Linked DNA regions of Mus musculus: region 1 is linked to region 2. Evidence: chromatin contacts called from public Micro-C data. All regions are on one chromosome and are shown on one strand. The core of a region is the stretch at or near the end of the contact, and the rest is flanking DNA. Distances in the headings are between cores, read along the strand shown.

What was found. Hi-C and Micro-C count contacts between places; a contact is called where the count stands out from the background.
Region 1: a Micro-C map of the G1E-ER4 cell line shows a contact between it and region 2, with 3 times the contacts expected there. The contact joins two enhancer-like sites. A contact is called at or near these places in 2 of 15 datasets of contacts at CTCF or cohesin (CD8 T cells and pro-B cells), 23 of 484 Hi-C or Micro-C datasets (3T3-L1-derived adipocytes, B cells, the C2C12 cell line and 16 more), 8 of 115 datasets of contacts at active chromatin or transcription factors (the 230-238 cell line, CD8 T cells, the SCID.adh cell line and 5 more) and 1 of 9 other capture datasets (embryonic stem cells).

What each region holds. Positions count from the first base shown.
Region 1 is chr10:95,066,089-95,071,890 of GRCm38.p6, reverse strand. No RefSeq gene overlaps it. Among named protein-coding and RNA genes, the nearest start is that of Gm29684, 77 kb to the left of the region's middle. Within about 2 kb of position 3,965, at least 7 of the 459 cell types and tissues checked have an H3K27ac peak or open chromatin away from gene starts, as enhancers often do. A contact at or near this core is called in the G1E-ER4 cell line and the SCID.adh cell line, where this site is marked.
Region 2 is chr10:94,988,770-94,994,649 of GRCm38.p6, reverse strand. No RefSeq gene overlaps it. Among named protein-coding and RNA genes, the nearest start is that of Gm40744, 30 kb to the right of the region's middle. Within about 2 kb of position 3,244, at least 149 of the 459 cell types and tissues checked have an H3K27ac peak or open chromatin away from gene starts, as enhancers often do. A contact at or near this core is called in the G1E-ER4 cell line and the SCID.adh cell line, where this site is marked.

The DNA of each region.
Region 1 (5,802 bases), core at 2,716-5,215, 77 kb before region 2:
CAGAGGGGATGTTATAAGTCATTAGTATGGGAAAAAGAACTTCAAAGCACAGGCAATTGCAGTGAGAATATACAAATGGATTGACTCCAGCGAAGTTTCTGCCCAATGAACAGAAGCATAAAGCAGAATGAAGAGATAACAAGTGGAACAGGAGAAAATATCAGCAAACCATCACCCAACAAAGGACCAATATTCAGTGTTGCCGTCTGAGAGTCACTCCGCAAACCACAGGAACACCAATCTCAGAAAGGGATGGTTTATTGAATGCACATCCTAATGCTGATCAGGGACATAGCTCGGATTATTGGAGCTATGGCTACAAATATTTCTCAGGGCAGACCTATAGAGGAAAAACCACAATAAACTCATATGCAGGTGTTGCTCGGTGGTCAGCTCTAATTCAAGATATTTTAGACATAGCACTTCATACTGACCTTTAACGTGAAGGGTCCTATGTAAAGCTTTGTCGAATTCCTCAAGATTAGCAAACCTGAGAACATACAGAACATAACAGAGGATGTGGTCAGCATGACCCTGCTCCGAGTCAGGTTACTCTTCTGTGTCAGTGACTAGGAGGCACTGTACAGCAACAATATGAAATTGCCGGCAGGCATGGGACAAAGCGGCTACAACTATGCTGGTAGGGGTTTGGGGGGCAGACCTCAACATTCAGAATATATAATCATATGATTTAAACACTGGGCAAGTGATATCAATATCATTTGCATTTAAAAATGAGACCTAAAATGCGCAAGAAGAATATGAAAGAGAAAAAATACTCATCACTAGACAACAGGGAATTGCAAATCAAGGCCACTGTGATGTACTAATTTCACCCTAATTAGAACTTCTATTCTCGAAAAGTCAAGAACAGAAAATAACAAATACTGGTAGAGGTATCGAGAATGGGCAGGTGGTATGTGCTGTTTGTGGGAACATCAATTAGTACACTCACTATGGCAAACCGTGTGGAGGGTCTCCCTAAAACTAAAAAGAGCCTACTGTGTGACCCAGCAGTCCCATTATTTGTCATGTATCCAAAGGAAATGAAGTAAGTATATCTAAGAAATCCTGGGGCTCCCAAGTCAACTGTAACACTATCCATACCAGCCAAGACATGGAAGTTTCCAAGGCATATCTATCCGCATATGAGAAAATAGGGAAAATGTGCTAAATGTTTTAGTTAGGGTTTTACTGCTGTGTACAGATACCATGACCAAGGCAACTCTCTTAAGGACAGCATTTAATTGGGGCTGGCTTACAGGTTCAGAGGTTCAGTCCATTATCAAGGCAGGGGCATAGCAGAATCTAGGCAGGTATACGGTATGGGAGCCGAGAGTTGTACATCTTTATATGAAGGCCTCTAGAAGACTGGCTTTCAGGCAGCTAGGACAATGGTCTTAAAGCCTACCCCCACAGTGGCACACTTCCTCCCACAGGGCCACACCTCCAAATACTGCCACTCCTGAGCCAAGCATATTCAAACCACCACAGCAAGTATACACTATATGTTCATGCACTATTAAAACTGAATATTTCTGCTTGCGGTAATGTGGATAAAATCAGAGGACATCATGGTAGGTGTAAGACGACAACACTGAGTGTTCTACATCACTGGCAGTAGTTGAGAAAAAAATGGCTACATGTAAAATGAGAGGGAAATACTTGCTATTAGAGACAAAGAAGACAGAGGGGAGATGGGAGGAGTTAGGTTGGATGTACCAGCACAGAGCTAGAGGGGAAGTGTCCAATCTGACGCACAGCAGGATAATGATAACCTAGACAGTATGTTTCAAAGTAACTAGAAGTGTTTGAAGAGGTAAATATGATAAATATCCTGATTTGGTTATTATAAACTGCACAATGCAACACATTTTACACTCTACAAATATGTATTATAAAATAGCATGCATCCACCTAAATATGCTTCAATAAAAGAGTCTGGCTAGCGTGGATTCCAAATGAAGATCTAGCTTTCAGATTGAGAGGGGGTAAAGGAGCCAAGAAGGGGAGATCTGACCCCCTTTCTATTTGAAGTGACCAGTGAGAAGTGTTACGTCTGGATCAAATTAGCACTGTTTCGACAAGTTTACATGCACGCGGTTTACAGCAGGACATGGGATCAAGTACCTGCATTAATCTGAGATGCCTCTTCTCTGGAAACATCAAATAGGGCCAAGACTATTTGGACCAAGTGACTCTGAGAAAGATACTCGGCATGGTACCAGCCATCAGCTGTTGGCTGCACTTGTCAAGATACATGAGCCTATGTGTGTTCTAAATCACTTTCAGTGTCGATGTAAAAAGCAAAAAACCAACCAACCAACCAAACATGCAAACAAACCAAAAAGCACCTGGAACTCACTGATAAATAGTATGTGGATGCTCCCAGAAGAAAGAGAAATCAAAGCTCACCACCATGGTAAAGTGGAAGTCAGCTTGCTTTACAAATGTCGAATGATGGGCTGGGATCAAGACTGGATGTGATAAGGCAAGTCTATAAGCCCCAACCTTGAGGCTCAAACGGGATAAAGAGTTTGATGCTAGCCTGAGCTGCACTGTGAGACTTGTCTCCAAAAGTCAAAAACACCAAACCAAGCCATCAGCAGATTTGAAATAATTCATTAAAATTCTCTCAAGATTAAAGAAAGTGCTAAAACTGGGCACTGCCGATTGTGACGAAGACTTCACCCACAGAATTCTCTAGAGTCTGGGATTTTAACTCTATGATTAAGTATTTGGCCAGTGTGAGGTTGTGACTTGATGGGTTCAATCCGAAGCCCTGTAAAAGAAGTGCACACATACCAAAGGGAAGGGGGAGAAAAGAAAGGAAGAAAACATGAGCATGGGGTATGGGTCTAAGAGGCTAAGAAAAGAGGATATTAGGGGCTGGAGAGATGGCTCATTGGTTATGGACACTGACTGCTCTTCCAGAGGTCCTGAGTTCAATTCCCAGCAACCACATGGTGGCTCACAACCATCTGTAATGGGGTCCGATGCCCTCTTCTGGTGTGTCTGAAGACAGCGACAGTGTACTCATACATAAAATAAATACATTTTTAAAAAAGAAAAAGAGGTTATCAGATTTGAAGTTACCCTGGGCTGCATATGCAACCAAACCATGTCCTTGAAAAATAAAATAAAATAAAGTTAAGCAGGCCTGGCATGGGGGTTCATGCCTAGCAATAGAGAGGTCGAGGCAGGAAAATCAAAAGTTCCAGGTTACCCTCAGCTCTCTAGTAAGTATGAAGCCAGTCTAAGCTACATGAGACTCCAGCTAATAAAACGCTGTTAAGAACATAACCTTGTTCTTTAAGGAAAATGGGTTTTGACATGAACATTAAATTTTTTCTGCACTTATATGAACCTAACTACCAAGTGAATTTAGACATAAAAGTTGTACTTCTTAAATATTACTAGGAAACCAGGAAGAGCTCAGCAGGAGGTAGAAAGAAAAATCAGCCTGGGGTCTAGCCAGCCTCAGCCTAAGGCTCTGTCCCCTAGAGAGGAGCCGGGAGGAGGCTTGGTTCCTATGCAGCCATTTCTCAAAAGCATCTAGAAATCCTCCTTTGTGAGCCCCTTCAGGGCTTATAACACTGGGGGGAGCCTGTGTGGAGGGTGGGCAGCTTCCCTGCTTTATGAAGAGGCCGCTGTGGTCAGATGAGACTTTTGGAAAGCACACTTGAGGGTTTGAAGGCAGCAGCTGGTCTTTCTCCTCTCGTGCGTAAGCAAGTCCCTACAGGAGTGATTCTATCAGTTCATTAAGGCTCAGAGGAAACGGTGATGGGGAACAAGCATGGAATCTTAATGGCGTGCAGCTATGGTTGGAGCTAATAAAGATGACGCTGCCTTTTCCAAGTTTGGCTTTTACGTTGAGCACGATAAAAAGGAGACGAGGGGATCAACTCGGTGTCCTCTAATGGAGCTCAATTCTGGGGCAGTCCAGGATTTCTGGGGAGAAGAATCAGGAGTTTGAAGGGTCTCCCAATAGTTGTTCTCTTTTGTGACTGATTCCTCTCCACCCTCAGGATTGAAGAATGGCCAGCTAACAGTAGGGAAGGGTCATGGGAAAGAAAAGAAAAGCCCAGACCTTCCTTTATTCACATAAGTCACAGGTACAAGACGGGGGGGGGGGCAGAAATAGAGACAAGAAAATAAAACCACCTGTAAATTTGCTACCAAAACCTATCCCAGCCAGTGTAGTGGTATATCTCTTTAATCCTCTCATCATGGAAGCAGGTGGATCATGATGAGTTAGAAGCCAGGCCTGGTCTTCATAGGTAGTTCCAAGACAGCCAAGACTACATAGTGAGACCCTGTTTCAAAGAAAAAAGAATAGAAAAAGAAACATCTCTAATATATTAATATATGCTGGTATATCGTTTTCAAAATGCTTATAAATTAATTGCATAAATATAATTTTCATATGCACATATAAGTAGTCATGCAGTCATAAAATATATTTTCCTTCCAAATAGTATATTATAGATTCTTTAGTTTTGTTTCCTCTTAATAATGCATGAATGTCACACATCCATAAGCGTACTCTATCATTGTAAATAGCTACTTGCTGGTATTTTCGTGGTGGGTTATAATATATTAGCCAAAGTCTAATTTTAGACCTTTACATTTCAACAGGTTCTTGTGATCTTTTGAGCAAAGCTGAGATATCCCTGCTTAGGCTTGAGGTTTTAATCTTCTCTCCCAATGTCTCCTTCCCGACAGTGAAGAGCGCTCTGTTGCTTGTTTCTTGCTGTGATCTGAGCTTTATTTTTTCTAGAGGCGAAGCCTTTAGTCAGGAAGGTAGAGCTTCCTAATTGGGATTAGAAGCTTTATAAAACAGATCTCAAAACTTTTACTCTCCCTCTACACCCTGAGAAAACACAGATAAAAGCAGACAGGAGAGGCAGAAAAGATAGTTGCCTGCCCACAAACAAGTGTATAGATCCTTATCTAAGTAGTCTCTATGTAACCTTAACCTTGGACTTCCTGGTCTTCAGAATCGTAAGAAATAAACGTCTTTTGTTTATAAGTTAGTCAGTGTGTGCTGTTCTGTTATGGTATCTAAGATGCTCCTGATACCAACTGAGCGTGTTCATTGCAGAAAGCTGATATATTAAGTGGGGAGGGGAAGTTAGTCCCGTGAAAAAGTAAGTGAGCATCCTTTCATGTATGTAACTATGGATTGTATATAGATAAGCATGATAACATATGTGTATTCTATATATGTGCATGCACACATGTGATGTACAAGGACATACTCATTTTGTTTTAAGCAGAGTAGATGTAACTTAATGAAGGAAAATAAAGAAGAAACTCATGAGAATGGGAGGGTTTCTGAAGGGAAAATATCCCCGAAGGACATGTTTTTAAAGATGCCGGTGATATATAATTCTCGGTGTTTTCACAATATATGGCAGACACCCCTCCAGGTCAACTAGTATAGGTTATTAATTTTTAACTCCTATGTGGTGTTCCATCCTAAGGATTGTCATACTTCATCCAGGTATTCTTTTATTAATGGATTTGGTTTCCCATCAACTTTCAGTTATTAATACTGAAATACTAAGGTTGCAGTGATCATCCTTGTACATAGATACTTGCACACTAGGGGTTGTTAATTTCTATAGTTTATGGTCCCTGGAGTGGAACTCTGCATAGAATTGCATGTGCGTGTAAATTTTTAACAGAGGCCATAAATCCCTTTTACATGTGTCTGCCGGTGATAGATGAGAGCGCCCTTGCCCCGAATCCCATCCCTGATAGCATTAGGTGCTATTACATTTTTATGCTTGCCCCTGA
Region 2 (5,880 bases), core at 1,995-4,494:
CTACAGCAGGGAGCAGGGGATCTACTCACTGCCCAGCAGTCTCAGGGGAGGGAAAAGTGCGCCCACGGTGATAACTGAGGCCTTAGCAGGGATGAGCAGGCCACCAAGGAGGCCGCGGGAAGAGCATATGGGTGAGGAAAGGTCCAGTTAGGGCTTGGTTAAAGAAGGGGAACGAGACTGCCGCCATCGTGAAATGAGCAGAGAGCAGGCGGCCAAGGCCGGCAGGGCAGACCACGAAGGCAACAGGAAAGACGCTGCCCGCTATAGGAGCGCACAGGAGGAGCAGTGGTCTGAACCCCTTATTCAGAGCTCTGCCTGCAGTTGCAGGTAGAGGTGATGACCTGAGCCTCTGCCTTCTTCTGCCTTCATTGTTCTGAGAATGACACAGGCAGGGCCACAGAGAGCCCACCTGCCTGCTCTGGGACTACAGATAACATGGATGGTGGAGGCAAACTTCTCTGTCTTAGTGAGGCTAACAAGCATACTGGACTTGTCTTAATCTTTTTTTTTTTCTTTCTAACTATCCAGGACCCAGTCCTGATTGCTGAGTAGATATTTCCTTGGAACTGAAGCATATGCCCACCTCCACCCCAACTCGAACAGAGGCTTGTTAAGGAAATAAACAAAACTTCTGAGTTTCAAGAAGCTATGGAAATTCACAAGAGGGGCCCTCCCTTCCCAACACCATATAAGGAGTGACACTTTTTTTAAAAAAGATTTATTTATTTATTATATGTAAGTACACTGTAGCTGTCTTCAGACACTCCATAAGAGGGAGTCAGATCTCATTACGGATGGTTGTGAGCCACCATGTGGTTGCTGGGATTTGAACTCAGGACCTTCAAAAGAACAGTCAGTGCTCTTAAGCGCTAAGCCATCTTTCCAACCCGAGCAGTGACACTTACTGGAGGTAGGAGGCCGGGGGAGGGGAGATGGGACTGGAGCCCAGCCAACCTGGGTCACACACACCGGAGAGTTGTGCAGAAAGCTCTGGGGATTATGTGGTTAGCAGTTTGGGGATAAGCTTTTTCAGCAGTGCCACAAGCCTTTGTGTCACCAAGTAGCCCTAATAAATTCACTGGCTCACCACAGTAGAATTGTTCCTTTGGTCTGCCGTGGATGTCCTATCTGGGTCAATAGACATTTCTTCATGTCTCCCCAGAACACACTAATTCTTAATTTCACCTGTTCTTAAAGGCCCAGACCCAGAATCATCCCTTTGTAACACCTCTCAGCCAGCAGCCTTCCTCCTTGGTCTCTAAGGTCCTTCCTGCATCCTTGGTACCTGCATCCTGATACCTGCTCGGCAAGCACTGAGAAACAGCTGCAGCACCCAGATGGGCATCTTGTTTTTAGAGCGTGTTAAGCCTCACAGGCAATGAGTGATGTGAATTCAACATGCAAAATGGCTGGTGCTCAGCCCAGGAGTGTGGTGCAAAGCTGGAAACAGAGTCTAGCCACACTCTGCCTCTGGCTTCACCTAGAGAAGGGCTATGCGGAGAGCAAAAACTCGCAACTTCCTTTGTTAAGTTTGCAACCCAAGAGGGAGGGGAGGCAGAAAAGAGTCCTGGCTGAGGTTCAGGTAAGGCTTGTTGTCATCCCCACCCCCACCCCATTCTGCCTCTCCTCTCTGGCTGTCATCTCAGGCATAGCTCACTCTTATCCCTACAAATATCTCTTCAGTTATCTCCTTTCCCACAAGTTACTTCACCCAAACCAGCAAGCCAGCCCGCTTTCCCAAGCCAGGTCCCTGGCATCCAGAATGTGCCTAATAAAAACACATGTTGTAAAACTAAATGAATGAATGAATGACTTTTTTTCATGCAAAGAAGAACGAGCAAATCAAATGGGGGAGGGGCCGGAGGCTCCCAGATTTTAAAAGAATGTATTGCATTGATAGATTAGATTTTCTCTCTCTCTCTCTCTCTCTCTCTCTCTCTCTCTCTCTCTCTCTCTCTCTCTCTCTCTCTCTGTGTGTGTGTGTGTGTGTGTGTGTGTGTGTGTGTGTATGAAGCCCGGCAGGACTCTCCATTCCGAACAAGCTTTCTTTAACTGGTTTCTCAGTGGGGTAACCTCTCATTTCCCAGGAGCACCAAGAAAGGCAAATCAATATTCACTTAAGATAGCAATGTGCCCTAGAACCACAGGGGCCAAAGGGGTAGAACATCTCAAGACCGCGTCCAAGGTCAAACATAAGTGTGTCCGGAATTATCTCAGTGTAATGAGCCAGCTGGCCCCTGGTGCTTCACAAGACGGCTGGGTAAAGATTCGGGCTGGCCTCAGGCCTTGGCCCAGCAGGGAGCTGAGACGGGGGAAGGGCGCCCTCTGCCGAGGGTGAAGAAAAATACAACCTGGCAGTTGGTGAGCCCTATGCCTAGATTTCACTTCTAGAGGGCCATTTAAAACAAAAAACAAAAAAAACCTCAACCAGAGATCAAGCCAAGGAGCTGTTCCTCACAAGCCCTCTCTTAGCCCCTTCCCTTCAGCCCGGTGGCTAATTGCAGTCCTTGATCCCAAGGAGACAGTGTCCCCCCACTCCTGAGGCCTTCGTTTCTAAGAAAAAGACGGCCGATTATTACTTTTTTTGTTCCCTATTACCTTCCTCATCTTGGGCTCTAGAGCTCCGGAGCTAGGGGTCTTGGTCCTGAGAAAGATCTCAGACACTTTTGAGTAGGAGGGAACTCAGACACACCCTAAAGCCACACACACACACACACACACACACACACACACACACACACACACACACGTCAGTTGCCTGTCTATAAAACTGCGAGGCTGTATTCGACAGTCGGGAGGTTCCAACTCTCGTGGTGCCTGCCTGGTGTCCTATTTTAGACCCAGAATGCGTCCGTCCGCAGAGAGAGAACAGCGGCTAATGAGGGATCGTGAACCAACAGAAACAATGGCTGGGGACCACCTAAGCACTTTCCTCCCCCAGGGAAGGTAGAAATGGCTTTCTAAGGACCTGCGTCTCTTTATTGAATCTTGAGTGACACCTAGTGGTCCACCCGCCTCACCGTTGCCGAGGCTTCTGCTCAGAGGAGCTTTAAGTAAACTGGAGCTCATCTTTGCCTTCAAAGACCTGGGGAATCAAAGACAGCCTCGCTGAAGGTTTCTAGCACTTCCCCGCAAGCATTGTCCTACGTGATTCCGAAAGAAACGCTCTTATCTGGAGAGCTTGCTCAACTGGCACATCGTTCTAGCAGCGAATGTGTTAAGCTAGACGCTCTCCTAGGTACTGGGAACACAGATGTCCCAGTCTAGGCTCCTGCTCTCTAGAAACAGCCTAGGTTGGTGCAGAAAATGGACCCGGGTTTGGGGGAGTGTTTTATTTAAAAAACACCATAGTCCACTGGAAAAATGGAGTGTGTGTGTGTGATTTGTGGATGGAGGAGAGCAGTCACCACTTGAGCTGGGTCCTGGAGGTCAAGTAGCGTGACAGAATAAAAGTGGATTGACAGCCCACAATGTACACATCCTTCCACTCCGTTGTTCAAACAATGAACTTGAGGGCTGCTGGGAAGAGAATCTGTGGGTGTGGTTAAGATCCCCGGGTCTGCCAATCTTAAAAATCTAAAGCTTGTCCAAGGCAGGCCTCGCCCAATCAGCTGAACACTTTAAAGGGACTGGAATGTTCCTGGCAGAAGAGATTGGAGACTCAAAAGGACTCTTGTGGAGTTTTCTCTGATTGGTTGTTCATTAGGAATTTGGCTAGCCGGGAGAGAGCTGAGAGCCAAACTGTGAGAAAGTGAGTTCTGACAGTGGCCAGGGCGCTGGGAGAGAAGCCAAAGCTTGCTTTGCGAAAAACCAAGTCCCAGCTGACGCCTGAGTTTAGCTTTGCAACACCACAGAGAGAGGACTCAGGCTGTCTGTGCTGGTCTATAAAACTATGATTAACCAATTGGAGGGGATTTAAGCTGATAGCTATGCAATGTGTTCAGAAGCCACAGAAAAATGGAGGGGGTTGGCCACTTGGAGAACAAAAGCCATCTGGCCAGCAGGACCATGCAGGCAGACGACAAAGGAAAACGTAGCATTGAGAACAGGCTTTGGATGGGAGGCACAGTGTCCTTGGACAGACTGATGGCTCCCTGTACCCCTGTGTTCACAGCGTAAAATGGAGTCGTCAGTGGTTTAAACCTAGAGTTAGTGGTGTGCCTGCATAGACAGGGCTCGATACAGCTCAGGAACTATCAAGTGGTCAGAAGATGTTAGGCAACTCTAGTTGTAGCTCTTAATCCACAGACAAAGCACTGGGCTGAGAGGCCTTGGTCATGGGTTGGTTTTTTGTTTTGTTTTGTTTTGTTTTGTTTACTGGGATAGGGGGCATCTAAGACTATATATCCCTGACCCTACCTTTGTTCTTACTAAATCAGACTCTATAAGTAAGGCCCAAGGACCTGAACTCACAAAGAGCTTCCAGAACGAGAGGGTGTAACTGCACCATTGCAGTAGTTATACATCAGTAAGCAGCTGGTAGAATACAGAAAAGGCAGTAAGGGCAGGGTGTGCACATGACAGGCTTTGAGGGAGCACCGCACCGTCTAAAGGGGTGAACAGGTCACCAGAGAATGTGCTGGGATCATTCTGAGAGGTGGGTGGGGATGGGGATAATGAGTGGTGTTGTTGGGTTGTGAGAGTCCAGGAATCTTGTGGGCGTGCAGCTGGAACACCATATAGGCAGAAACACTCGAATTCAGGAACCATACTGGGACCGGAATTACAATGTGCGTGAGCACATGATGTCATAGGTGTGGAGAACAGAACTGAAAACATGTGGGCGGAGGTGTGGGCCTCTCTGGAACTGAGAACAAGCCATCAGGAAGACAGGAAAGGTGCTGAGTGGGACATGGGCCAAGGGAGACACTGGTCACCAGTGTCCCTGGCCTTGGAAGATTCCAAAGGGACAAAGTCTGGGAGCTGCTCCATCAATGGCAAGGTCTGCAGCACTCACAGACTATGGCTTGGGAATGGACAGGAAGCAAGAGATGGGTTGTGCTCTTTGGCTTCAGAAGCGAAAAGGGAAAACAGGGTAGAAGCTAGAAATGGGTACACCCTCACCCTGCACCAATTCCGTTGATGTGAACCTAGACACACCATCCATAAACACGGCTGTGGCAGGCCGCCAAGAACCTGCTAACCTTGAACTGCATAGGGCAAGAAGCATAAGGCTCTAAGGAAAGAATGGTTACCTGGTTGCCAGGCCAAGTGTGCAGTTATGCTCCAAAGTGTGCCACAGAGTTCAGGAGGTAAAAAACGACAACTGGGCAGGGGACCTTCTCTCTGGGGACATGAGTGCTGGCTGGCCAAAGGACACTGAGTTGCAGAAGTCCTAGCTAGGGTGAAAGAGCACAAATTCTGTGAGGACCAACTGTATGCTCTGGGGAAAGCTACTTTAGCACTCTCTACTCCAAGAGCTCATCCATTCAGTGGAAACAATAGCCAGACTTCCCCAGGGCCACTCCCTGGGAGAGCCCCCTCAGTGGTGGTTCACAGTGAGGGCTAACACATGGCAGCGGGCCTGAAGAGTGTTTGTATTTTATAAGTCAGACAACGGCAGATCGGCCAGAACCCCCTAGAAATCTCACACAAAACAAGCTGAAGGCCTTGACTATGATCCACGAGGCCACCTGCCACTGTCTTCTCTTAGTCCCTCTCCCTGGGTCCTCACCCCTCCAGCATGGTTGTCCTCATGATGGATGGGTGTGGATCATCAGACACATGGAGCTTTACCCCCGAGACCATGTCCAGGCAGCTACCACCGAGCTTTCTTCTCTGTAGATGTATGTAAGGTGAATGTATGAGAACTTTCTGGAACTTTGGAATGGACACCATTGCCCCACACATCTGTTCAGCTGATGCCTAGACACAGAGAGC